5 separate regions of the Sus scrofa genome follow, and regions 2, 3, 4 and 5 are each linked to region 1. A link is a contact called in public HiChIP or PLAC-seq data. All regions are on one chromosome and are shown on one strand. Each heading gives the region's core, a stretch centred on a gene start, on an enhancer-like site or on the middle of the called end of the contact. The rest is flanking DNA. Distances are from core to core; before and after follow the strand shown. Region 1 has its middle 8.1 kb from the start of PGM2. Region 2 overlaps TBC1D1 (TBC1 domain family member 1). Region 3 overlaps TBC1D1 (TBC1 domain family member 1). Region 4 overlaps TBC1D1 (TBC1 domain family member 1). Region 5 overlaps RELL1 (RELT-like protein 1).

Evidence for each region. HiChIP or PLAC-seq counts read pairs in DNA pulled down with a chosen protein or histone mark.
Region 2: a contact with region 1 is called in an H3K27ac HiChIP or PLAC-seq map of alveolar macrophages. The contact joins two enhancer-like sites. A contact is called at or near these places in 1 of 5 promoter capture datasets (fetal liver), 8 of 47 Hi-C or Micro-C datasets (adipose tissue, alveolar macrophages, blood and 3 more) and 2 of 2 datasets of contacts at active chromatin or transcription factors (alveolar macrophages and skeletal muscle).
Region 3: a contact with region 1 is called in an H3K27ac HiChIP or PLAC-seq map of alveolar macrophages. The contact joins two enhancer-like sites. A contact is called at or near these places in 2 of 47 Hi-C or Micro-C datasets (embryonic fibroblasts and skeletal muscle) and 1 of 2 datasets of contacts at active chromatin or transcription factors (alveolar macrophages).
Region 4: an H3K27ac HiChIP or PLAC-seq map of alveolar macrophages shows a contact between it and region 1. The contact joins two enhancer-like sites. A contact is called at or near these places in 3 of 5 promoter capture datasets (fetal liver, liver and skeletal muscle), 31 of 47 Hi-C or Micro-C datasets (adipocytes, adipose tissue, alveolar macrophages and 17 more) and 2 of 2 datasets of contacts at active chromatin or transcription factors (alveolar macrophages and skeletal muscle).
Region 5: a contact with region 1 is called in an H3K27ac HiChIP or PLAC-seq map of alveolar macrophages. The contact joins two enhancer-like sites. A contact is called at or near these places in 1 of 47 Hi-C or Micro-C datasets (fibroblasts) and 2 of 2 datasets of contacts at active chromatin or transcription factors (alveolar macrophages and skeletal muscle).

Annotation. Positions count from the first base shown.
Region 1 is chr8:29,297,106-29,301,875 of Sscrofa11.1, reverse strand. No RefSeq gene overlaps it. Among named protein-coding and RNA genes, the nearest start is that of PGM2, 8.1 kb to the left of the region's middle. Within about 2 kb of position 3,440, at least 27 of the 83 cell types and tissues checked have an H3K27ac peak or open chromatin away from gene starts, as enhancers often do. A contact at or near this core is called in alveolar macrophages, where this site is marked.
Region 2 is chr8:29,485,259-29,489,540 of Sscrofa11.1, reverse strand. It overlaps TBC1D1 (TBC1 domain family member 1), which reads right to left. Exons shown (of 22, transcript XM_021101100.1): 4 at 3,740-3,829; 5 at 1,323-1,427; 6 at 1-123. Among named protein-coding and RNA genes, the nearest start is that of MIR9840, 62 kb to the left of the region's middle. Within about 2 kb of position 1,945, at least 1 of the 83 cell types and tissues checked has an H3K27ac peak or open chromatin away from gene starts, as enhancers often do. A contact at or near this core is called in alveolar macrophages, where this site is marked.
Region 3 is chr8:29,425,050-29,429,539 of Sscrofa11.1, reverse strand. All of the region lies in intron 2 of TBC1D1 (TBC1 domain family member 1), which reads right to left. Among named protein-coding and RNA genes, the nearest start is that of TBC1D1, 57 kb to the right of the region's middle. Within about 2 kb of position 2,714, at least 13 of the 83 cell types and tissues checked have an H3K27ac peak or open chromatin away from gene starts, as enhancers often do. A contact at or near this core is called in alveolar macrophages, where this site is marked.
Region 4 is chr8:29,504,197-29,508,456 of Sscrofa11.1, reverse strand. TBC1D1 (TBC1 domain family member 1) reads right to left here. Exons shown (of 22, transcript XM_021101100.1): 9 at 2,044-2,172; 10 at 551-637. Among named protein-coding and RNA genes, the nearest start is that of MIR9840, 43 kb to the left of the region's middle. Within about 2 kb of position 2,471, at least 2 of the 83 cell types and tissues checked have an H3K27ac peak or open chromatin away from gene starts, as enhancers often do. A contact at or near this core is called in alveolar macrophages, where this site is marked.
Region 5 is chr8:29,139,788-29,144,329 of Sscrofa11.1, reverse strand. It overlaps RELL1 (RELT-like protein 1), which reads left to right. Exons shown (of 7, transcript XM_013978589.2): 5 at 2,638-2,874. Among named protein-coding and RNA genes, the nearest start is that of RELL1, 49 kb to the left of the region's middle. Within about 2 kb of position 1,444, at least 6 of the 83 cell types and tissues checked have an H3K27ac peak or open chromatin away from gene starts, as enhancers often do. A contact at or near this core is called in alveolar macrophages, where this site is marked.

The DNA.
Region 1 (4,770 bases), core at 2,191-4,690:
GGTTTCTCAGTGCTCAATATTCTAGAAAAGAAAGTCAGTAAGATTTCTCAAGCCTAGAGGAACTTTTCACAAGGAAGTTGCCACGTTGTAAATAAATTCTCCCTTAACTCGTAAAGGGCACCAAGATCTCAGGCACTGTGCTGCAAACAATGCAGTGGTCTTACTGTCACTCCCTTCCGCTTCCCATGAGAAGCAGAAAAATCCTCTGAGGCTTTTTCTCTGGAGAAGGGGGATGGGGAGAGGGATGGGGGGAGGTGGGGGGTCTCTATGTCCAGAAGTCTGTCCCAGTGTGTCTTGTAACTAAGATGCATGCACTGGAGTTCTGACAAAGATGTGATAGTGACTTGAAGCAGTCGATTCTCACGCATGACCCCAAAATTAACATTCACGTCTGTGGAAGCCCACGTAGCATAATCGAATGTTGGAGCAGAAAGAGTGCTTGGGGAACAACTTGGTCCTTATTTTATAGGTGAGAGAACAGAGACACAGAACATTTCCAAGTCCTTCTTTGAGACACACAGCTGGTCGTCCTGGTCTGTGCACACAGAGCAGAAGAAGAATTTTGGGCATGGTGAGGTGAAGAGAAAGATGAGATTATTGAGTTAAGAGAAGCTGTAAGTGCAGCAGGATAACTTCCTGATAATCAGGGAGAACCGGACCCGGGCACAGGGCAGGATACACCTGCTGACCTGCTGAATGGCTGGGAAAAAAGGCGTATAAGGCCTCTATAGGGGTGGAGTTAGGAGTGGGCCATGTACCTTTCCTAGTCAGGGGTAGGAAGGAGTAGGCCATGTTGCTCAAGGTGGAGGAAGGGGTGTTACCATGTTACAATGAGACCAGTGGGGGGATGATAAGAATTTCATAATTCGGGAGTTCCCATTATGGCTTGGCAGTAACACACCCAACTAGTACCCATGAGGATTCAGGTTTGATCCCTGGCCTCACTCAGTGGATTAAGGATCTGGTGTTGCTGTGGCTGTGGGTGTGGCCAGAAGCTGTAGCTCCAATTCAGCCCCTAGCCTGAGAAACTGCAAAGGCTGCAGGTGTGGTGCTAGGAAGCAAAAAAAAAAAAAAAAAACCAAAAACCAAAAAACAAAGACAGAAAGGAAGGAAGAGAAAGAGAAACTCATAATTCTTGTCTTGGCCTGAGGCTTTGAGTTCAATCCCCTTGAAGGGGCCTTGAAGCCCAGCACTGGTCACTGACAGAGCTGGGATTCTCCTGCCCAGTCTCCTGATTTTCTAATCCAATGTTCAAGCCCCAGTTCTGCTCAGCCCATTTCTACACATGTCCATAGAAGGAGTTCCATGAACTCTGGTAACCTGTTTCCATGTGATAGCAGCTGGCTCTTGATGAAAAACAAATATTAACCAGTTTTGGCGTCGATAATGTTAGGTGAAGCCCAAAATAATTTAATTTGTGCATGCTCTCCTGCTGCCTAAGAAGTGTTTCACACATGGATGTCCCATTTGCCTTGGAAACCTTCCCAGCTGCCCCAGACACCTTGTCAGCAATTCTACCAGATCTTTTGGATCCAGCCCAGGAACAGTTATTCTAAAACTTTTTATTTTAGGAAGGTTTTGTTTGTTTGTTTTTTGTCCTTTTTTGTCATTTTAGGGCCGAACCCGAGGCATATGGAGGTTCCCAGGCTAGGGGTTGAATTGGGGCTGTAGCCGCCAGCCTACACCACAGCTCACAGCAACGCCGGATCCTTAACCCACTGAGCAAGGCCAGGGATCAAACCCGTAACCTCATGGTTCCTAGTCAGATTCGTTAACCACTGCGCCACGGTGGGAACTCCCCCTCTTGTATATTTTGAAGAAGATTCATAAATAACCATAAAATCATTATCTCACCTAAAAATTTTAAGGTTAAATTTAATAATTCCTTAATATTATTAAATGTCTATTTAGTGTCCAAATTTTCACATATCTTGTAAGCGTCTTAAATTTTTTTTTTTTTTTTTGTCTTTTTAGGGTCGCACCCACAGCATATGGAGGTTCCCAGGCTAGCGGTTCAATCAGAGCTGTAGCCGCTGGCCTGTACCACAGCCACAGCAACATGAGATCCAAGCTGCATCTGTGACCTACACCACAGCTCACAGCAACGCCAGATACCTAACCCACTGAACCAGGCCAGGGATCGAATCCAGAAACCTCATGGTTCTTAGATTCGTTTCCATTGCACCATGACAGAAACTCCATAAGCATCTTAATTTTTCAAAATTGTTTGAATCAGGAGCCAAATCTTGCCATTGGTTAATAAGGCTATTTTAAACAAACTTGTTGGAATATAGTTATTTACAATATTGTGTTAGCTTCAGGGTGTTAGATAAGACATTTAAAAGATCTCCTTTATCTATCTGGGTTCTTACTAAATTTCCTTGCAATTTATTTATTTATTTATTTATTTATTTATTTATCTTTGCTTTTTTAGGGCCGCCCCCACCGCATATGGAGGTTCCCAGGCTAGGGGTTGAATCAGAGCTATAGCCGCTGGCCTACACCACAGTTCACAGCAACTCCAGATCCTTAACCCAATGAGCAAAGCCAGAGATTGATCCCACAGCCTCATGGATATTAGTTGGGTTTATTAACCACTGAGCCACGATGGGAACTCCCAAAATTTATTCTTTTAATCATGGCTAGCAAAATTCCTAAAAATTTATTCATCGGCTCTGATGAACTAGTCTGAGCTGTCACCAACATACCATATACCTCTCCTAAAATGCGAGCTGCATCCTTCTCTTACCTCACTTGATTACTGTTCAAAATGTTTATCACTACCTGCCATGGTATTATAAATTTGATTTCAACAGTGTCTGTGAACCCTGCTACAATGTAAACTGTTCTTTTTCCAACTTAGTCCCCAGCACCTAGAACAGTGCTTGGTTCATAATAGATGGTCCATAAGAACCTGCTGAGGAATGAATCATTGAGTCTCTTACACTTATGAAGAAAAAGAAAGATGAGTATAATAATAGTGTGACTTATGGATATGGCACCGATACAAAATTTTTCTCTAAAACAAACTAGCATTTCTGAATTTAACAGAGAAAAGTGAACTGCTGGTCACCTTTCTCCGGGGTCCTGATTTCAGGTCTGACAGGAAAATGAGAAGATGCTTATTAATAGACTTTTTCAGTGTACTTGTTACTGGTCACAAACCCAAAGAATACCAACAGCAAACATTTCTGCAAGACCAGCTGGAGTTTAATGGTATATCTCAGTGGAATATGCAAATATCTCTTACTTATGCCTATTTTCATCAAAAAAATCCCTGAAATTGGCTAGTTTTCTCCCAAGACTCATTGTAATAATTCTTTGCACTTGAACTCCCACTAGAGCTCTGATGGTGAAACATTTGTGTTCTCTCAGCCCGGCCTCCTCCTGCCACTTCTCTTTTCCGTGTTCATGGTGCGCCATTGTCTTGCACATCTTCCGCCACCCTCGACCCGTCACAACCAGATCTCAGGGGATGAGTCATTATGTTCATCAGATGGTTGGTGACTAATGAAACGTTACTGCGTCCTTCTGCCTCAGGTGTTTGGGTATTTAAGCAGGCAGTATTGAACTGGTGAACTTAGGAAAGCGCTGTCGTTGAAATGCTCTGCGCCTTGGTTTCTGCCTGGGTCAGAGGAAGAGACACGTGACCGCATCCTCAGCGGGGTGAGAATAAAGCCCCCTCAGAGATTCGTGTTTGGAAACTTCAGCGCCCTCTAGTGTTAGTATGCTCATTCCGCTTAGGAGCAAGCCTTATACTAAAAGCTGCATCTCTACCGAGTGTTGAACATAAGAGACTCAGTAGAAAGAGAAGGATTTTTTTTTTCTCCTGAGCATCACATAATTCCTGATGTTTCTGAAAGACCACTGTTTTGGCAGATTAATATTAAACCTTTTAAAGTCAGAACTCGGAGAATCCCTAGTTTCTGCTTGAGGAGCAACTGGGTGTTATTTGTGCTCCAAATGAAGCTTGGTAATACATTTTTTTCCTTTCCTTTCCTTTCCTTTCCTTTCCTTTCCTTTTTCCTTCCTCTCTCTTTCCCCTTCCCTCTTTCTTTTTCTTTCTTTCTTTCTTTCTTTCTTTCTTTCTTTCTTTCTTTCTTTCTTTCTTTCTCTTTCCTTCCTTCCTTTCTAATGGCCACACCTGTGGAACATGAAGTTCCTAGTCCAGGGATTGAATCTGAGCTGCAGCTGCGACCCATGGGACAGCTGTGGCAACACGGGATCTTTAGCCAGAACCCTTGCCTCTGCAGTGACTCGAGTTGCTACAGAGGGACTCTTAATCCATTGTGCCATGGCAGGAGCTCTGTATTTTTCTTTTTCATCAAGATTACTTTGATCAGGGAGTTCTTATCCTGGCGCAGTGGTTAACGAATCTGACTAGGAACCATGAAGTTGCGGGTTCGATCCCTGGCCTCACTCAGTGGGTTAAGGATCCAGCATTGCCGTGAGCTGTGGTGTAGGTCGCAGACTCAGCTTGGATCTGGCGTTGCTGTGGCTGTGGCATAGGCCGGCAGCTACAGCTCTGATTGCTCCGATAAGACCCCTAGCCTGGGAACCTCCATATGCCATGGGTGTGGCCTTAGAAAAGGCCAAAAAAAAAAAAAAAAAAAAAAAAAGATCTGCCACCTTTTCACCTCAGTCATCTCTAATTCTCCCTGTGTTAATAGGGAGTTTTGTTTGTACTTCTTGAAGGGAAGAGTATTAAAAAGGAGACCAAGAAGGCAGTGCTAAAAGAAGTACTTGCCCCCAATAAAATTATATTGCAAA
Region 2 (4,282 bases), core at 696-3,195, 190 kb before region 1:
CTCGCAGAGCTTGTGCAGGCTCTGCAGGGGACAGCCCTCACACAGCTGGGCCGGCGCCTTGGCCGTCTGCTGCACTGCGGCCACCGTGAAGGCCTGCTTCAAGGTCATCATAATCTCATCAACCTGATCAAAAAGAAGAGACAGTAAAATGTCCATTTAAAATGAGTTGGGCAGGACTTCCCATTGTGGTGAAGCGCAAACGAATCCGACTAAGAACCATGAGGTTGCCAGGTTCGATCCCTGGCGTTCCTCAGTGGGTTAGGGATCTGGCATTGCCATGAGCTGTGGTGGAGGTCGCAGATGAGGCTCCAAACCTGTGTGGCTGTGGCTGGTGGCACAGGCCAACAGTCACAGCTCTCATTGGACCCCTAGCCTGGGAACCTCCAAATGCTTCAGATGAGGCCCTAAAAAGCAAAAATAAATAAATAAATAATAAATGAGCTGGGCAGATGGGAGTTCCTGTTGTGGCTCAGCGGGTTAACGAACCCGACTAGGATCCACGAGGGCATGGGTTCAATCCCTGGCCTCACTCAGTGGGTTAAGGATCTGTTGTTGCCATGAGCTGTGGTGTAGACCACAGACACAGCTCGGATCCCAAGTTACCGTGGCTCTGGCACACACCAGCAGTTACAGCTCTGATTGGACCCCAAGCCTGGGAACCCCATATGCCGTGGGTGCAGCCTTAAAAAAAAGAAAAATAATAATTAAAATGAGCTGGGCAGAGATTTCAGGATGCTGTGGAAAGACTCAGTACTTTAAGATTCTTCAGGACTACTAGTCACAGGTAAATGAATAATAACCATAATAACTGCTAAGATTACATACAGTCTGAGAAACACTACAAAAGCTCAAAGCTCTTCAAGGAGATAAAGTAAAAACTAGATGTAAATTAAATACTGAGCGAAAACCAACTCTTCTGATCAAAAGTTCAAAACGACATTTTTATAAAGCCAAAGCAAGAGTTCCCTGGTGGCTCAGCGAGCTGGGGATCTGGCATTATCACTGCGGCAGCATGAGTTTGATCCCTGGCCCAGGAACTTCCACATGCCATAGGAACAGCCCCAAAATAATAAACCAACAAATTAATAAATGAAAACTCTAATGCAGAGGGTGAAAGTGAGCAGGCCTTTAAGAACAATGAAAATTGAAAATGCATATTCAAGCTCAGGTGTATACCAGCTAGTGAGAAAACAGTCATGAATGAATAATTAAAGCCAAATAAGGTCAATGAGGCCGTACAGTTTTGCTTCAGAAAGAAATCAGGGAGGTTGAAATCCCCTGCAAAGGAGACTTCAAGGTAAGAACTGCTCTTTCTCACTCACCAGAGCTTCATTCGTGCACTGAAACACATAGCAGACGAAATGAAAGCCTCCAGCTCCCGAGGACTCTCGGCAGATGAACCCAAAGTGGTCCACGTGTCTAATACCCTGTTGAAGGCAGGGAGGAGAGGAAGGGACAGTGAGTTGTACCCAGAAGAGGCACCACTGCCAGAAATACAACCTAAGGTTTATACTGCACAATTTTAAAAGACACTATAAGAGTATTATTTTCTCAGATATTTTAAATACCTAAAAACGTCTCTCAAATATGAAGTTCTACTAAAATGTTACTCTGATTATCCCCACAATAAGAGAAGTAGGAACTGAAAACTGGAGTTTTCTTTTCTTTTTCTTTGGTCTCTTTAGGGCCGCACCCACAGCACATGGAGGGGCCCAGGCTCGGGATCAAATCAGAGCTACAGCTGCAGGCCTACACTACAGCCACAGCAACACGGGATCCGAGCCACATCTGCAACCTACACCACAGTTCACCGCAATGCTGGATCCTTAACCCACTCACTGATCGAGACCAGGGATCAGACTCGCCATCTTCACAGATACTAGTCAGTTTCATAACATGCTGAACCATAACGGGAACTCCCAAAACTGAAGTTTTTAATGCTCATTTTAGTAATAAAAGGAAGTGGAGAAAAGCTGACACAGAAAAATTACAACTTCTCTTGGGTCTTAAGGAATAAGACAAGAGACTAATGAAGAAACACAACTATACACACACATGAGCACACATGCACAAACACACAAACACATATAGACATAAAAGTTAAAAGTTTTAAGACATCTGTACTCTTAAAATAACAGAAAGATAAATATTGAAGTAAACTAGTGGAAACAATGAGTTAAAAATTCTACACAATAAAGAACAGAGAAGCTTTTAAACATAAGCTATTAAGGCTCAAGCTCTACCATAGTTTCCTAAGAGCTCTTTTTAATAAATGTCAACATGCATACTTGTTTTGAAAGTATCAGCTGAGAGGCACAACAGCAATACAGATATGGCATCACCCATAAATATTAATGTGCAGTGTCTCCTGAAAACACCAGCACACAGAGATATGAGTGCTGAGAGCCTGAAGGTCAGGTGATCAGGTAAAATGCACCCTTTAAAACAATCACATGAAAAAGGAAAAATATTTAATATTAACATTTCAATAGAAATAGCAGCAAATCAAGATAAAAAGCTGTGGAGAAGCTCAGTTTCAGGACAATTATTTCCCAATAAACGGGCAATCCCTGACATATCCCAGCAACTCCGTCAACATTTCCCAAGAGCAAGCTAAGCATATGCTAGAGGATACTCCCCAGGAAAGCAGGATTTGGAAAAAACTTTTCCTTTGTAAATGGTTCCTTATTTGATCTTATTCAGGAACATCATTTTCACCTTTTGGGGAGGAAAATTCCCTGCTGAATCCTTCTGTAGATCATGCTATAATTCAACAAACAATGAGACTTCCATCCTACCTTATTAATGTTGAGAAAATGGAAATGAGGAAACAAGTCAGACTTTTAAAAAGTAATCAAACAATAATTCAGATTTGCTAGGAAGATCCTGAGTGAAATTGGCATAGCTCTTTATAACTGACAGATTCTCCACATTTCTCTATGAAACACACCCAGATGAGCAAGAATGAACTCAAGTAGACACTGTATTCTGAGGAAAACATCCTGAAAGGTAGTCACTATTTATCATGTTTTAAGGAAGAAGAAATAATGATCATTGGTATTTGAAAAATTATGGGAGTTCCCATCGTGGCGCAGTGGTTAACGAATCCGACTAGGAACCATGAGGTTGCGGGTTAGGTCCCTGCCCTCGCTCAGTGGGTTGACGATCCGGCGTTGCCGTGAGCTGTGGTGCAGGTTGCAGACGCGGCTCGGATCCCGCATTGCTGTGGCTCTGGCGTAGGCCGGCGGCTACAGCTCCGATTAGACCCCTAGCCTGGGAATCTCCATATGCCACGGGAGCGGCCCAAGAAATAGCAAAAAGACAAAAAAAAAAAAAGAAAAAAGAAAAATTATGAATTTTTGTAAAGTAGAAACAAGTATCTATTTAAAAATGTACCACTGTGTATATGAATGTACATATAAACATGCACACAGACCCAGACCCACACCCAGACCTCTGGAAAACAGGGCTGCAGAGCATGACCACCAATGAGTGAAACAACGAAAAGGAGCCCTACGTGCCCCAGGAGAGTATGGTTGTTAAAAGCAAAAATCTTAATTTCAAAGTTATATTTCTATTATGCCTTAATATACAAAAGGAAGAAGAAATACAAGATCACAAATCCGGTACTTAGAAAGCACACATCCTGTGACCTTAACCGCTTCTGCTGAATGAGACAGTAGAAGAATTCATTAAAAAAATTCAATGGCCACTGAGCTGATAACACAGCTCCATTTACCTGAGAGCAAAAGGATATCTCCTTAAAATTTTTCTCCAAGGCGATTTTTTTGGTGTCAGGACTGATGAGGTAAACTTCAGACTGACCGATCTGAAAAGACAAAGAAAAAAAGAAACTAGCTTCTCGTGAAGGTTGAATTCAAATTTGCCATACAAACTTTCTCACTTCATGACCCATGAAAATAAGGAAAAAAGGGATCAAGCTCCTACAGAATTCTGACCATCTCATGCAGATCACTTCAAGGTTACAATCTATCCTGCAGATCTCGGGGGGCACAGACAACCATCGGTGCGTTCACCTATAGCAGCGGCAGTCTTGGGGTGAGAGGACCAAATACCCAAAAGTTAGCAACAAAGCCTCAGGCTCCCACAGGCTCCAGTTTGCAAGGAACAGAGGTTCCTACGTTAAGTGAATCTCCTAGGAAACAGGAGCTTCTCATTTAAAATTTCCACAACACTTTCTAATGATTAGAAAGGTCTTCTCAAATTATAATTAAAGCAGCCTATCATTTATTAAGTACATACTATGCGCTAGGTACTCACT
Region 3 (4,490 bases), core at 1,465-3,964, 130 kb before region 1:
AATGAGTGCTTTTCTTAAGTAAAAGAAGAAAAAAACTCTCCAGGTAAAAGAAAGAGCAATGAGCAAAAAAAGAGAGACTTGGTGACTCCAAAAATCCACACTCCTATTTTGTTGGAGAAGAGCATACACAATCTTGGAATCAGAGGGAAAAGTCTGAAAAATCATCTGAGACCAGATGTGCAAGACCCCAGGCTGCCAAGCTGAGGAGTTTGGCATTTCTTGGAGTGGGGGGTGGGGGAGTGGGCATTTCTTGCCAGAAAGGTCTGGCGATAAAATGGCCTCATCAGAGAATGGATTTTCTAGGAGGTAAATCTGCTTTGTTGATTTTACAGATTCTTTCTCAAGTACGCTTTTTTTCCTAGACAACTTCAATCTGAAAAATATGTCATCCTTCCTAGCATATGTTTTTCAAAGTAAACTTAGTCACCATAAACGTATATGAGAAAAGGGGACATAAAAGCTAGCAGCAAACGCAGCCAATGTGGCCATCTGTTTCCGTGGCTCTGAGTAGAGATCAGCAAAAATAGCATTTAAAAAAAAAAACACCACAGAACTATGGCTGAAATCATATTTTCCAGTGTAGGTTTCCACCAGCGACGACTTATATACTTTTATTTGCCTGGCATTTCCCACAAAAGAAGGCATCTCCAGTACATCATGCAAAGCTATCCTCTGTTGCCTTACAAAGTCAAGGAACAAAAAAGGAAGGGAGGAGGGGAGGAAAATGATCTGGGGCTTGTGAGCAAATGTAAATCAAATGCCAAAGTGACCTTTTCAAAGTAATGACGAAGAAAAAACTATCAAACAATCTGTTCTGAACTTTTCCCAAAAAGGGGTGTAGGGTTTAAAAACAACAACAACAAAAAAACACAGTTCGTGGCGCCTGAAAGGCTATATTGGAATCTCAACTCTCTCCCTTTATTATACATTCTTGTGATGAGAGAAATTTCCTCCTCGAAAATGGTGACGTTATTTATTCCTTCAATGGTTGTGAGGAATAAAAGTGTCACACAGTATCGCGGGTCCTATGTTTTCACCCCTTCCCTTCCTTTGGAAAGGAAGGGATGTGGCTGCTGCATGGTGCTGCTGTGGCTGTGAGTATCACACAGACTCAACAGCTGCTTAAGTTCTCCTAACCCACGAAGGGAGTCTAAATGTCCACCTGGGGAGTTCCCTGGTGGCTCAGCGGGTTAAGTGCCCGGCATCATCACTGCAGTGGCTCAGGTTGCTGCTGTGGTGTGGGTTCAGTCCCTGGTCCCAGAACTTCCGCATGCCAAAGAGTTTTTTTAAAAATGTCCATTTGGGGAGTTCCCATTGTGGCGAAATGGTTAACAAATCTGACTAGGAACCATGAGGTTGCGGATTCAATCCCTGGCCTTGCTCAGTGCGTTAATGATCCGGCGTTGCCGTGATCTGTGGTGTAGATCGCAGACTCGGCTCAGATCCCGCGTTGCTGTGGCTCTGGTGTAGGCCGGTGGCTAGAGCTTCGATTAGACCCCTAAACCTGGGAACCTCCATATGCCACGGGAGCAGTTCAAGAAAAGGCAAAAGACAAAAAAAAAAAAAAAAAAAAAAAATGTCCATTTGGTCAGCTTGTGCCTGCAGGCGAGGGATGGGAGCCAGCAGTACAGATAACCCCAAGGACCAGGTAACAATAACCCTGCATGTGTCACTGTGGCCAGCATTGCATGACCTCTGGGGGAATTCATTACTGTACTCCCCTTTTCTCTAGATTAACATTAAAATTAGTTTACCCCCTGAACACACCATATGAGGCCAAGGGGGAAAGACCCAGAAGGGAGATACAGGGCAAAGACATCTGAAGATTTCAAATGTGTGAAAGTAATGCAAACGAAAACAATCTGCTGAAAATGCCTCCATTTATCACAAATATTTATTGAGCACCTATTTGGACAAAATACTGTATAGGCTGTGAGGACATATCTGTTAACAAAAAAAAATCCCTGCCCTCATAATACTTACACCCCAGTGAAGAGGGACAGACAAGGTGCAAAACAATAAATGCACAGTACATTAGATGCTCGCTGGAAGCAGACTCTAGATTATAACCTACACACATAAACAAAAAAAAGGAAGGAGTAAACTTTGAGGTAGCGCCCTCTTGTGTTAACAGTGGGAATTGTTGAAGCGCAGGCCTCTGGAGACAAAAATCAAGGGCAGGGATTTTTGTGGAAAAGGGTAACAGTGGAAATCACACGATGCAGATTAATATACACACCATGACTATGAGAGAGAGAAAGGAGAGACGTGTGTGCGTGCACTGGAACGTCTTGATATTTTCCTGTATTACCTTAAGGAAAAAATGGGGTCAAGAGGGCAGAGGGATGATGGCACGTCTTCCAGAAGCAAGATAGAAACAGGGGGGTTCCTTTTTTACTTTTTACAATTTTCTCAACTTATCAGACGACAAATGATTTTTTGACTTGCTTGTGCTTTATAAGATTTTTCAAATCAATAAACATTAAAATAGGGGGGAAGGAGACAGTTCTATACCTACTGACACAGAAATCAGTTTGCAATGCAAAAAGTGGAAATTCTAGGTTACAAAGCTCTGTGTCCTGTGATCGCATATGTGTAAAATACAGGGGTTTTTTTGTTTGTTTGTTTTTAATGGCAACTAGTGTTAGACAGCTGAGTGAATTGCCCCATCAAAGTCTCGGTGACTCAGCTCTGAGTCCTCTCCTTCTCACTACCCACAGAGGCATCATAAGTAACAGCTTCTGTCTCAGAGCTGCCTTCCAGAGTATCCCCACTTCCACTCTGCCCAGCACTGTGCTAGGTCGGCCGTGGCCATCTCTCACTTGAATAACGGCATAAACCTCCTTGCTGGTCTCAGTCCATCCTCCACAGGCTAGATTTCCTTTTCAAAACACAGATCTGAGTATGTCCCCACCTTGATTCTCCAGTGACGACTGGACCGAGTGCAGTCTTGGCATGGCTTCCAAGACTCTTTCAAATCTGACCTCTCTAACCAGTGATGGACAATGATTCCTGCCTAATAATGATTTCTCCCTATTCCTCGTTATCAGCAGAACCCTAGTTTTATGCAAGTAATGAACACACTTTTTTTTTTTCCTTTTTTTTTTTTTCCCCAGCTGTATCTGCAGCCTATGGAAGTTCCTGGGCCAGGGATGGAATCTGAGCCACAGCCGAGACCTACACCATAGCTGGGGCAATGCTAGATCCTTAACCTGCTGCACCACAGTGGGAACTCTGAAAAGAGACTCCTCATCTCAAGGTTAGGCCCCAGAGTTCCCATCATGGCTCAGCAGTAATGAAACAGACTAGTGTTCATGAGGACATGGGTTCAATCTCTGAGCCCATTCAGTGGGTTAAGGATCCCATGTTGCTATGAGCTGTGGTGTAGGTTGCAGACGTGGCTCAGATATGGCATTGCTGTGGCTGTGGCAAAGGCCAGCAGCTCCAGCTCAAGTTTGACCCCTTGCCTGGGGAACCTCCATATGCCGTGGGTGTAGCCCTAAAAAACAAAAAACAAACAAACAAAAATCAAGGTTTAGCCCCAGGGAATATGTTATGAGTTGGCACACAGTGGCAACCTATTTTTTTCTTTAAACTAAGTGAATGAATGGTATCAATTAGCCTTGTGTGTACCATTCCTCTTCCCAAATGTGACCCAGTTCTGGCCAAGGAGGTCCTAGAAGAAGTAGGCCCCATCCTTCCTACTTGGAATTCACTTGTGCGAGAAGCTACAACAGCCACCTTGGAACCATGAAGTCACAGAGCAAAAGGCCAAAATTAACATGCTAAGCCTGGCAGAGAGTAATGAGATGAAAGTCTGTGTTATTGATGATACAGACCCAGCCACTCTGAAACTGCTTACCTCTACATCCTGAGATAAAAGCCTGTGTTATGGATGACAGAGGTCCAACCATTCCGAAAACTGCTCACCCCCGAATCCTTATTAAGTGATATAGCAAAATATCTTTATTGCCGAAACTGGATTTTAATGTGCCCATGAATCACTGAGAAATCTCATTAAAACGAAAATTCTGATTCAGTAGATTTGAGGTGGGGCCCAAGAATTAATAACAGACTCCCAGGAGATGCTGCTGACTGAGGATCGCGTTTAGAGCAACGCAGGTGTAAACCACTATGACTTGGACATTCCATCATTTTTAGCTGAACTCATCCTTACTGTCTGCTCTCCCTCCCCACATACCAAGCTAACCACACTAACCATCCAAACATCTCAATGCATACCAACAGCCTCCTGGGCCTGCCTCATGCTCATCCATTTCTTTTTTTTTTTTTTTTTTTTTTTTTTTTTGTCTTTTGAGGGCCGCACCTGCAGCATATGGAGGTTCCCAGGCTGGGGTCTAATCGGAACTATAGCACTGCCAGATCTGAGCTGCGTCTGCGACCTACACCACAGCTCTCAGCAATGCCGGATCCTTAACCCACTAAGCAAGGGCAGGGATCGAACCCGCAACCTCATGGTTCCTAGTTGG
Region 4 (4,260 bases), core at 1,222-3,721, 210 kb before region 1:
GATGAAAACTAGGACACAGACACAGGCTTGTTACCAAAGAGGACCGCTGGCTTGCTCATTATCACAAAGCTATGCTTCGTGGCAGACGTGAGGGGTGAGGCTTGGCTATTTATTTATAAAACAGTGATGTTTAATTATAATCACAGAGCCAACCAGAGAATAAAGCTAGTTTCAGGAGTGTGAGCTGCACACTGCTCAGAACTCACAAACCCACTTTTGAGGTGGTCACAATTTGAATTATTCTTAATATTTCACTTAGATTTCATTGCAAAATCCACTTCAAAAAATCCACTGATGGTTTTGTGATGACTTAGGTCTCAGCATCTTAGAGCATGACCATCTGCCTGGGAGGACACGATTTTGTTGTTGGAGCAGAACTGCACACCCAGCCCTCCCTCCACCTGCACCATGAAGTCCGGAAGCACCAAACTTCTCGCAGCTGCAGGTTAGGAGAGCTCTGCTGTCCTCTGATAGGCCCTGTACCTAGGAGATGAGTAAGACCCATTTGCTGGTTTCTGCAGGGTTGTCAGATAAAGAGAAATGTGCTTACTTTGCTGGTGCTACTTAATGTGCTAGACACGGAGCTGTCCAGATCCAGGCTGGTGGAGTGCTCCTGGAGGCCTCTGGCTTTATTACCCTACGAAAGAAAAGCAGTCGAGTTATGACCCCTGAGGCGTTTGCAAAGGCATCCGCTAGAAGCAGTCTGGTCTATTTCAATAAGCTCAGGAAAAATGCATCTACTGAGAAACGCTGCTGCACACATATGAGACAATCAACGTTCCCGACTTTTTTCTATTTTTTAAACCAACCTAAATGCTCCAAAGCACCTGGTGGGCTCATCATTTGGCAGGGATGGTGGGCAAGGGAAGAGACAACGCGTCTCCAAAGCAAAGTAAGTGCCGGAGGGCATGCGCTCCACAACCCTCGCCTCCAGCCCGCCACACGCCAACCCCAAGCTCTCCGTCTGGGAGACAGAGGCAGCCCCACCCCAGCGCCAGTTCTGTAAATGAACTGTCTTTAATTATCTGTAAGGATGCTGTAAGACTCTCAGAAACATCTTCACACAAAATAAAATTTAACTTTCACCAAAAAAATAAAGCTTGTTTCAAATGAAGTAGTTCATGAAATAAAAAAGAAATAAAAGAAGATATTGTAAACTCTTGAAAGGTGTGGAACTTTGAGAGAAAATCAAACATCTACTTCTTAGAAGTGCCATCGTCAGGGGTGTTTACACTCATGGGAGGGGGGAGTAGGTAAGTAGGGGGTGATAGGAATTTCTTTAAGAACTTCCAGATTGGTACAGATGCACATTTTATTTTTCCTGTAGAGCTGCAGGCCACAAACTTCTTCTGTAAAGGGCCAGATAATAAACCTCTTACGCTCTGTGGGCCAACTACTTGACTCTGTAGAAAAGCAGCCTTAGACAAAAGGCGAATGAACTGATGTGACTGTGTTCTAACAAAACTTTATTTACAAAAACAAAAAGTGACTGGTATCTGGCCCAAGAGCCACAGTTTGCAGATCCTGCTACAGGCAATTTGAGACACCAGCAACAGAAGCTGAGAACAACAATTTTTAAGCTGTACCTAGTGACACCAGGGAGAATGGAACCCACACTTTGATGTATCTGATCCATGCTCTTTATAGGGGCTGCCCCACAAACAACATTCTTTTGGGAAACTCCATGGGATATAATACAACACAAAAGAGTGATTATTTTTTTGGCCATGCCCTTGGCATGCAGAGGTTCCCAGGCCAGGGATCAAACCTGTGCCAGAGCAGCAACCCGAGCTACAGCAGTAATAACGCCAGCTCCTTTAGTCTCGAAGCCACCAGGGAACTCCAATAATGATTTTTAAAAACCCAGACCAAGGTAAAAACTGAACTTTAAAGGGAACAATTTTCTAAGACTAAGAAGACATTAAAAAGGTTTTACCCTCCTATACTTTACAATGAACCCTGTTGGAGTAAAAGCAAAGAACTGAATCTCATGTTCTCTCAAAACGTGAGTCAACTTAAATTAGGACGAATCATACCACTTACCCGGGACAAAATACTTTCTAAAGACTCCGTTAAAGATCTCTTTGCTTTGTTTTTCAGCATATCTAGTCTAAACCGAGTGGCACTGGGTGGTAACTCGCTTCCAATATTCTCCGCTGCAATCTGTGATGCCTAAAAAGTGGAACAATGGAAAGTTAAGTCACATAGGCCTCCTTCCTTTTTAAAGGACTGAAAAACCTCTAGGATGCATCTTCTTGACCCCAGGTCATATTCTTTCTGTGACTTCTTCTCAGCTGCTCCTTGGCAACAGGACTGCAAGTCTAAGAAATACATTTGCCTCAAAGACCGACTCTGTCTCCTCCAAAAGAAATGAAGAAATGTGCTTAGAAACCAATCCGTTAACAAAGCAGTTTAGAGCTCGGGCTCTGTGGCTGGATCAGAGACAGTCACTCACTAGCCGCGGCCTTGTGCAAGCTGCTTTCTCTGAGCCACAACTTCCTCTCCTGTGAACTGAGACCGACCTCAAGATGTAAGAACAGTGCTGTGGGGTGAGCATAGCAGGTAAAGCATCTAAAAGCATCAGGCACAGCTTGTGGTACAAAGGCAACTACCATTAGCTTTTCAAAGGAAAGGAACAACACACTCTGGGTTCCCAGTTCAGAACCCACCATCCAGGGGTGTCACAACCCATCCACCGGCAGCCTTTTCACAATAACCAGCACCTGGAAATAGCATAGGTGTCCGTCACAAGGGGAATGGAGAAATCAACCATACTTGTGACACAATGGAATGAAAAGGAACATATTAATGATTTATGCAACAACAAGGATGAATATCAAAAACATTCTGCTAAGTGAAAGAAGCCTGAACCAAAAGAGAAGATACTGTATGATTCTACTTATAAAAAGTTCCCAAACAGGCAAAACGAATCTATGGTGGGAAAAAAAAAAAAAAACAGTGGTTGCCTGGGGGAGGGAGGGAGTGAGGACTGCTGTGGGGGTACCTGCGGGCATGATGGAGATGTCCTGTATCTTGACAGGGATGTGGGCTACCTGAATGTACAAAATCCTCCAAACTCAACAAATGGTACGCTCGAGATCTGTGCAGCTTACTATGTGTAAATCTTATCTCCAAAAAATTGTAAACAAATACTAAATTCTAGGTATTGATACACATACTAAAGGGTTCAGGGATCAAGAAGACTAGTACATGGAGTTCTCGTCGTGGCTCAGTGGTTAACAAATCCGACTAGGAACCATGAGGTTGCAGGTTTGATCCCTGGCCTTGCTCAGTGGGTTAAGGATCCGGCGTTGCCGAGAGCTGTGGTGTAGGTTGCAGACGCGGCTCGGATCCTGCATCGCTGTGGCTCTGGCGAAGGCCAGCAGCTACAGCTCCGATCAGACCCCTAGCCTGGGAACCTCCATAGGCCGTGGGTGCAGCCCTAGAAAATGCAAAAAAAAAAAAGAAGAATGCTAGTACAGAAACTTACCTTGAAAGGCATCAAAATAAGGATACACACACAGGAAAGCAAACATAACAAAATGTTAAAAATGGTTTCCTCCACTTGGGCATCTATCCGGACAAAACTCTACTTAAAAGAGACACATGCACCCGCGTGTTCACTGCAGCACTATTCACAATAGCCAGGACATGGAAACAACCCAAATGTCCATCGACAGATGATTGGATTCAGAAGATGTGGTATATATACACAATGGAATACTACTCAGCCATAAAAAGGGTGACATAATGCCATTTGCAGCAACATGGATGGAACTAGAGAATCTCATCCTGAGTGAAATGAGCCAGAAAGACAAAGGCAAATACCATATGATATCACTTATAACTGGAATCTAATATCCAGCACAAATGAACATCTCCTCAGAAAAGAAAATCATGGACTTGGAGAAAAGATTTGTGGCTGCCTGATGGGAGTGGGAGGGATCGGGAGCTTGGGCTTATCAGACACAACTTAGAATAGATTTACAAGGAGATCCTGCTGAGTAGCATTGAGAACTTTGTCTAGATACTCATGTTGCAACAGAACAAAGGGTGGGGGAAAAAATGTAATTGTAATGTATACATGTAAGGATAACCTAACCCCCTTGATGTACAGTGGGAAAATAAAAAAATTTATTAAAAAATAAATAAATAAATAAAAAATAAATATTAACAAAACATTAAAAAAAAAATGGTTTCCTCCAGATGGTGGGCGTAGGAGTACTGTGCGCTTGTTTGTATGTTTGAAATTTTCGTGAT
Region 5 (4,542 bases), core at 195-2,694, 160 kb after region 1:
TTCCCAGCTTTAGGTTATGGTTATTGAGCATCCTCATAATTACAGGTAACTGTTTTCTGTATAATTGTTCATGCTTCAAGGGGCATTTATTGAGTACCTGCTGTGTGCTGGGCATGATGCTGGAGGTGCGCCTTCACAGGGCCTGACCATGGAGGACTCCGTCTAGTGGAAGTGGAGACAGGAGGTGGGGGCTGCAGAGAAAGGCCAGAGCAAAAGACCCTGGAGCGTGAAAGTGGGGGGTGACCCAGGAACGTTCAGTCTGTGGTGGCCGGAGGACGTGCTATGGACAGACGCTAGAAGGTCCAGCAAGGCCAGTTGGGACTGAGTGACACGGCAAGGAGTTTGGACCTTTGTCTGCTTACTCTGTGGGTGGTACAGCCAGCACATCTTAGGTATTTCATACATGTTTGTGAAACTGGCCATGTTGGATTTTAGCAAGGTGACTCAGGGCTGGAAGACCAGTGTAGGGAGCTCTGCTTGTGTAGTTCATAGAGACACAGGAGCTGTGACTTCTCCTATTTTCCAGTCCTGCCCATAGACACCTTGGGGTAGGACCGTGTCACCTCGGTGTATCTTTGCCTCAGGCATCTTAGGGCATCCTGTGGTCCCTGCCACTGGGTTTTGTGCACAGCAGGTCCCAGATAAACGTTCGTTGAATGGAGGTGGTTAAACTTTTTTCTTTTTTGGCTACACCCTCAGCAAAAGGAAGTTCCCAGGCCAGGGATCAAACCCTAGCCACAGCGGTGACAATGCCATATCCTCAACCTGCTGAGGCACCAGGGAACTCTGAATGTTGTTAAATTTTCAAATTTAGACTCCTGATATGTGGTGTGGACCTTGTTTTACCCCAGAAAGCTGCAACTGTGTTTTGTTTGTTTGTTTTTTGTGGGTTTTTTGGGGGGTTTCTTTCTTTTTTTCTTTTTAGGGCCAACCTGAGCCTATGGAGGTTCCCAGGCTAGGGGTCTAATTGGAGCTGCAGCTGCTGGCCTCTGCCACAGCCACAGCAACGCTAGATCCGAGCCACATTCGCAACACCACAGCTTGCAGCAACACCTGATCCTTAATCCACTGAGTGAAGCCAGTGATTGAACCTGCATCATTTTAGACACTATGTTGGGTTCTTAATCTGCTGAGCCACAACAGGAACTCCCTGCAATTTTGCGTTTTAAACAATCTAAAGAGCATTCCTAAAGAACACCAGGAAACTCTGGGCTGTAATGTTTGAGACTATCGTTTCCATAAGGCGTGCTGCTTTTGAGGTGGCCGGTTATCAGCAGTATAAAGGCTGGTTTATGCTGTCATGAGACTTCCATGCGCCTTTGGGGCTTTTGGCCCAGTCTCAAGAGTCAGGCTGTGCTGTGACCAGCTGCCCCACCCACCCGCTCCTCCATGGTCAGAGGGCTGATTCCTGGTCAGGCCAGCCCTGTGCTGTCTTGATTCCTCCTTTCCTGGTAGACCAGAGCCTTGACACAGCTTGATGAAAGCAGTTAGCATCTGACCTATATATACTTCTGCTTTTTACATTTTGGATGGTCTGGCTGGGTTTCTTCCAGGTTATCAAAGGGGTCTCCCCTGTTTCTGAAGCACTGCAGCGTGATGATTAAGATCATGGTTTCTAGATGTCATCTTTCCAGATTTGGATCTCAACCATGACTTATTGGCTGTGTGACCTTGGGCAAGTTACTTAACTGCTCTGAGGCTCAGTGTCTTCTTTTTTAAAAAGAGGAAATTGGAGTTCCTGTCATGGCTTGGTGGCATCCATGAGGATACAGGTTCAATCCCTGGCCTTGCTCAGTGGGTTAAAGGATCTGGCATTGCTATGAGCTGTGGTGTAGGTCGCAGACATGGCTCAGATCCCACCTTGCTGTAGCTGTGAAGGCCAGTGGCTACAGCTCCGATTCAACCCCTAGCCTGGGAACCTCTGCATGCTGCAGGTACAGCCCTAAAGAGACAGAAAAATATAAACAAATAAATAAATAAGGAAATTAATAATATCTACCTCAGAAAGTTTTGTAAAAATGAACCGAATTAACATATATCAAATGCTTAGAGTGCTGTTAGCTATTTTTATTATTCCTATTATCAACCTCTTTTGAACATCTCTCTTTTGAGTATTTTGACCTAAAAGCTTTCTTCCTTTGATACAATCGTCAGATTGGATCAAAAGCCACTCGATAATTTGACTGGAATTTAAGTTTTTCTCTCCTCCAAGGCATGTATGTCCAAGGTGTCTATTTGCTTAGAGATCTGGGCAGGCGCTTGGGTATGTGTGAGAAATTAGTTTGCCTGAAATTAGATTGGATGAGAAGGGAGGTTGGCCATTTGGAAAGAAACCTAATACTTTAAGACAAACAGTACACCATCATTAGAAGCAGGGGTTTATTTCTGGCCCTTTAATTCCATCCTAGAAGTGATAAATCACATTATTACTGTTTAAAACGAGCTGTCATTGTACAGTCGTAAAAGCTGAATGCCTGCTGTCTGAGATCAGTTCACAACGCCCATTTGTGTAATTGGAAGAGACATTTTTTCCTTTTGCTTTGAACCTGCTTCTTACATTCCGTGGGAGAGATTTGCCTTCGCTGGTATTTCTTTTAAGTAACCAGATCCACCTTTTCCTTTTTCTTCCCCCTGTAGCCCTGTGACCCCCAGCACTCCTGGGAGCCCGCCCGTGAGCCCCGGGCCCTTGTCACCGGGAGGCACCCCAGGAAAGCACATCTGCGGCCACCATCTGCACACAGTGGGCGGTGCTGTCGAGCGGGACGTGTGTCATCGATGTAGGCATAAGCGGTGGCACTTCATCAGACCTGCCAACAAGTCCAAAGAGGGCCGCCCGAGGCGCCAAGGGGAGGTCACCGTCCTCTCTGTGGGCAGGTGAGGCCCGGGGCGCTTTGGGTTCTGTGATCTAGTTGCCGTGCTGTGTGGATTTCTCACCCATTGTGTAGCGTGGGTTCTCCTGAGCCTGGCTCAGGTCCTGTCTCTGAGCGTCCTCTGTATTTTCTGGTCTGAGTCTGGCATTTTTCCAACAGCAGAAGAATTCTAAGAGGCAGTTATTGCAAGATCAGATGTGACGAAGTTCCTGTCATGGCTCAGCCAGGGGTTAATGAACCTGACTAGTATCCATGAGGATGTGGGTTCGATCTCTGGCCTTGCTAAGTGGGTTAAGGATCCAGTGTTGCCATGAGCTGTGGTGCAGGTTGCAGACAAGGCTCAGATCTGCATTGCTGTGGCTGTGGTGTAGGCCGGTGACTATAGCTCCCATTCAACCCCTAGCCTGGGAACCTCCATATGCCAAGGGTGTGGCCCTAAAAAGACAAAAAAAATTTAAAAAAAAAGATCAGATGTTCGGTGTATTAATTACTTGCTGTGTTAGGGTTCACCAGAGAGGCAGAATCACATGTATGTATGTACATGCACACACAAATATAAGAGGAGATTTGTTATGAGAATTGATTCACATGATGATAGAGGCCAAGAAGCCCATGATCTGTCTGCAGGCTGGAGTATCAGACAAGCTGGTGCTGTAATTCAGTCCAAGTCCAAAGGCCTGAGAACCAGGGGAGCCGATGGTGTGAGCCAGAGTCCCAGTCTGAAGGCCCTAGAAGAAGGATGCTCATGTCCAATGGCAAAGAAGAGGGATGTGTCAGCTTGAGCCGAAAGAGCAGCTTCGGTCTTCCCTGCCTTTTTGTTCTCTTCAGGCCCTCCAGCGACTGGATCTGCCCATTCCCCTTGGTGAGAGGGATCTTCTCTACTCAATTTACCGATACAGATGATAATCTCCTGCAGACACCCTCACTGACAAACCTAGAAATAATGTTTTACCAACCCTCTGGGCAGCTCCTGGCCCAGTCACGTTGACACAAGAAATTAACCATCACACTTGCTCTAATAGATAAAGCCCAGATCTCAACTATTTACGGATGTTTGTTTTGCTTGTGGAATTGAAAGATTGGTGGTGGCTCTTCGAGATGTCATCCAGAGGCCCAGGTCCTTTCCACCTTGTGGCTCTGCCAGGTTGGCCAGCAGTTCAGAGGACTGTTCACAGGAGATTTTTAATGAGATGGGCCTGCAGTGGCACATTTCATTCTTGCTCACATTCCTCTGCCTGGAAGTCAATCACTCGTCCACACCTATGGCCGGGGAGGTGGGAAATGTCACCCAGCCATGTGCCAGGAAGAAAGGAAGCGATGGAGTGGGTCCACTGCCCTCCAGCCTCTGCCGTAAGATCCACGTGGATTCCTGGCCCTGCTTTCTTTTAGTTTGCCTCCTGTGTCTGTTTCCCCGTCCTCGAGTTCCCTTTACTTATAACCCACTGTGATGTGGAGATCTTGCGGTTCAAGTGGTGAATGAATTTGATGATATGTAGAGCCTTTTTGCTAGATGCTGAGCCTCCTGCAGAAACTGCAAGGCTAATGCACGTGGAAAGGCAGTAGAGAGTCATGGTCAAGAGCATGTGTGCTAGAGCCAGACGGGGAAGCCCTGAGCAAAAGTCGACAGCATTGCCTACATGATCCTTCCTTCTCTATTGACAAACTCTGGGAA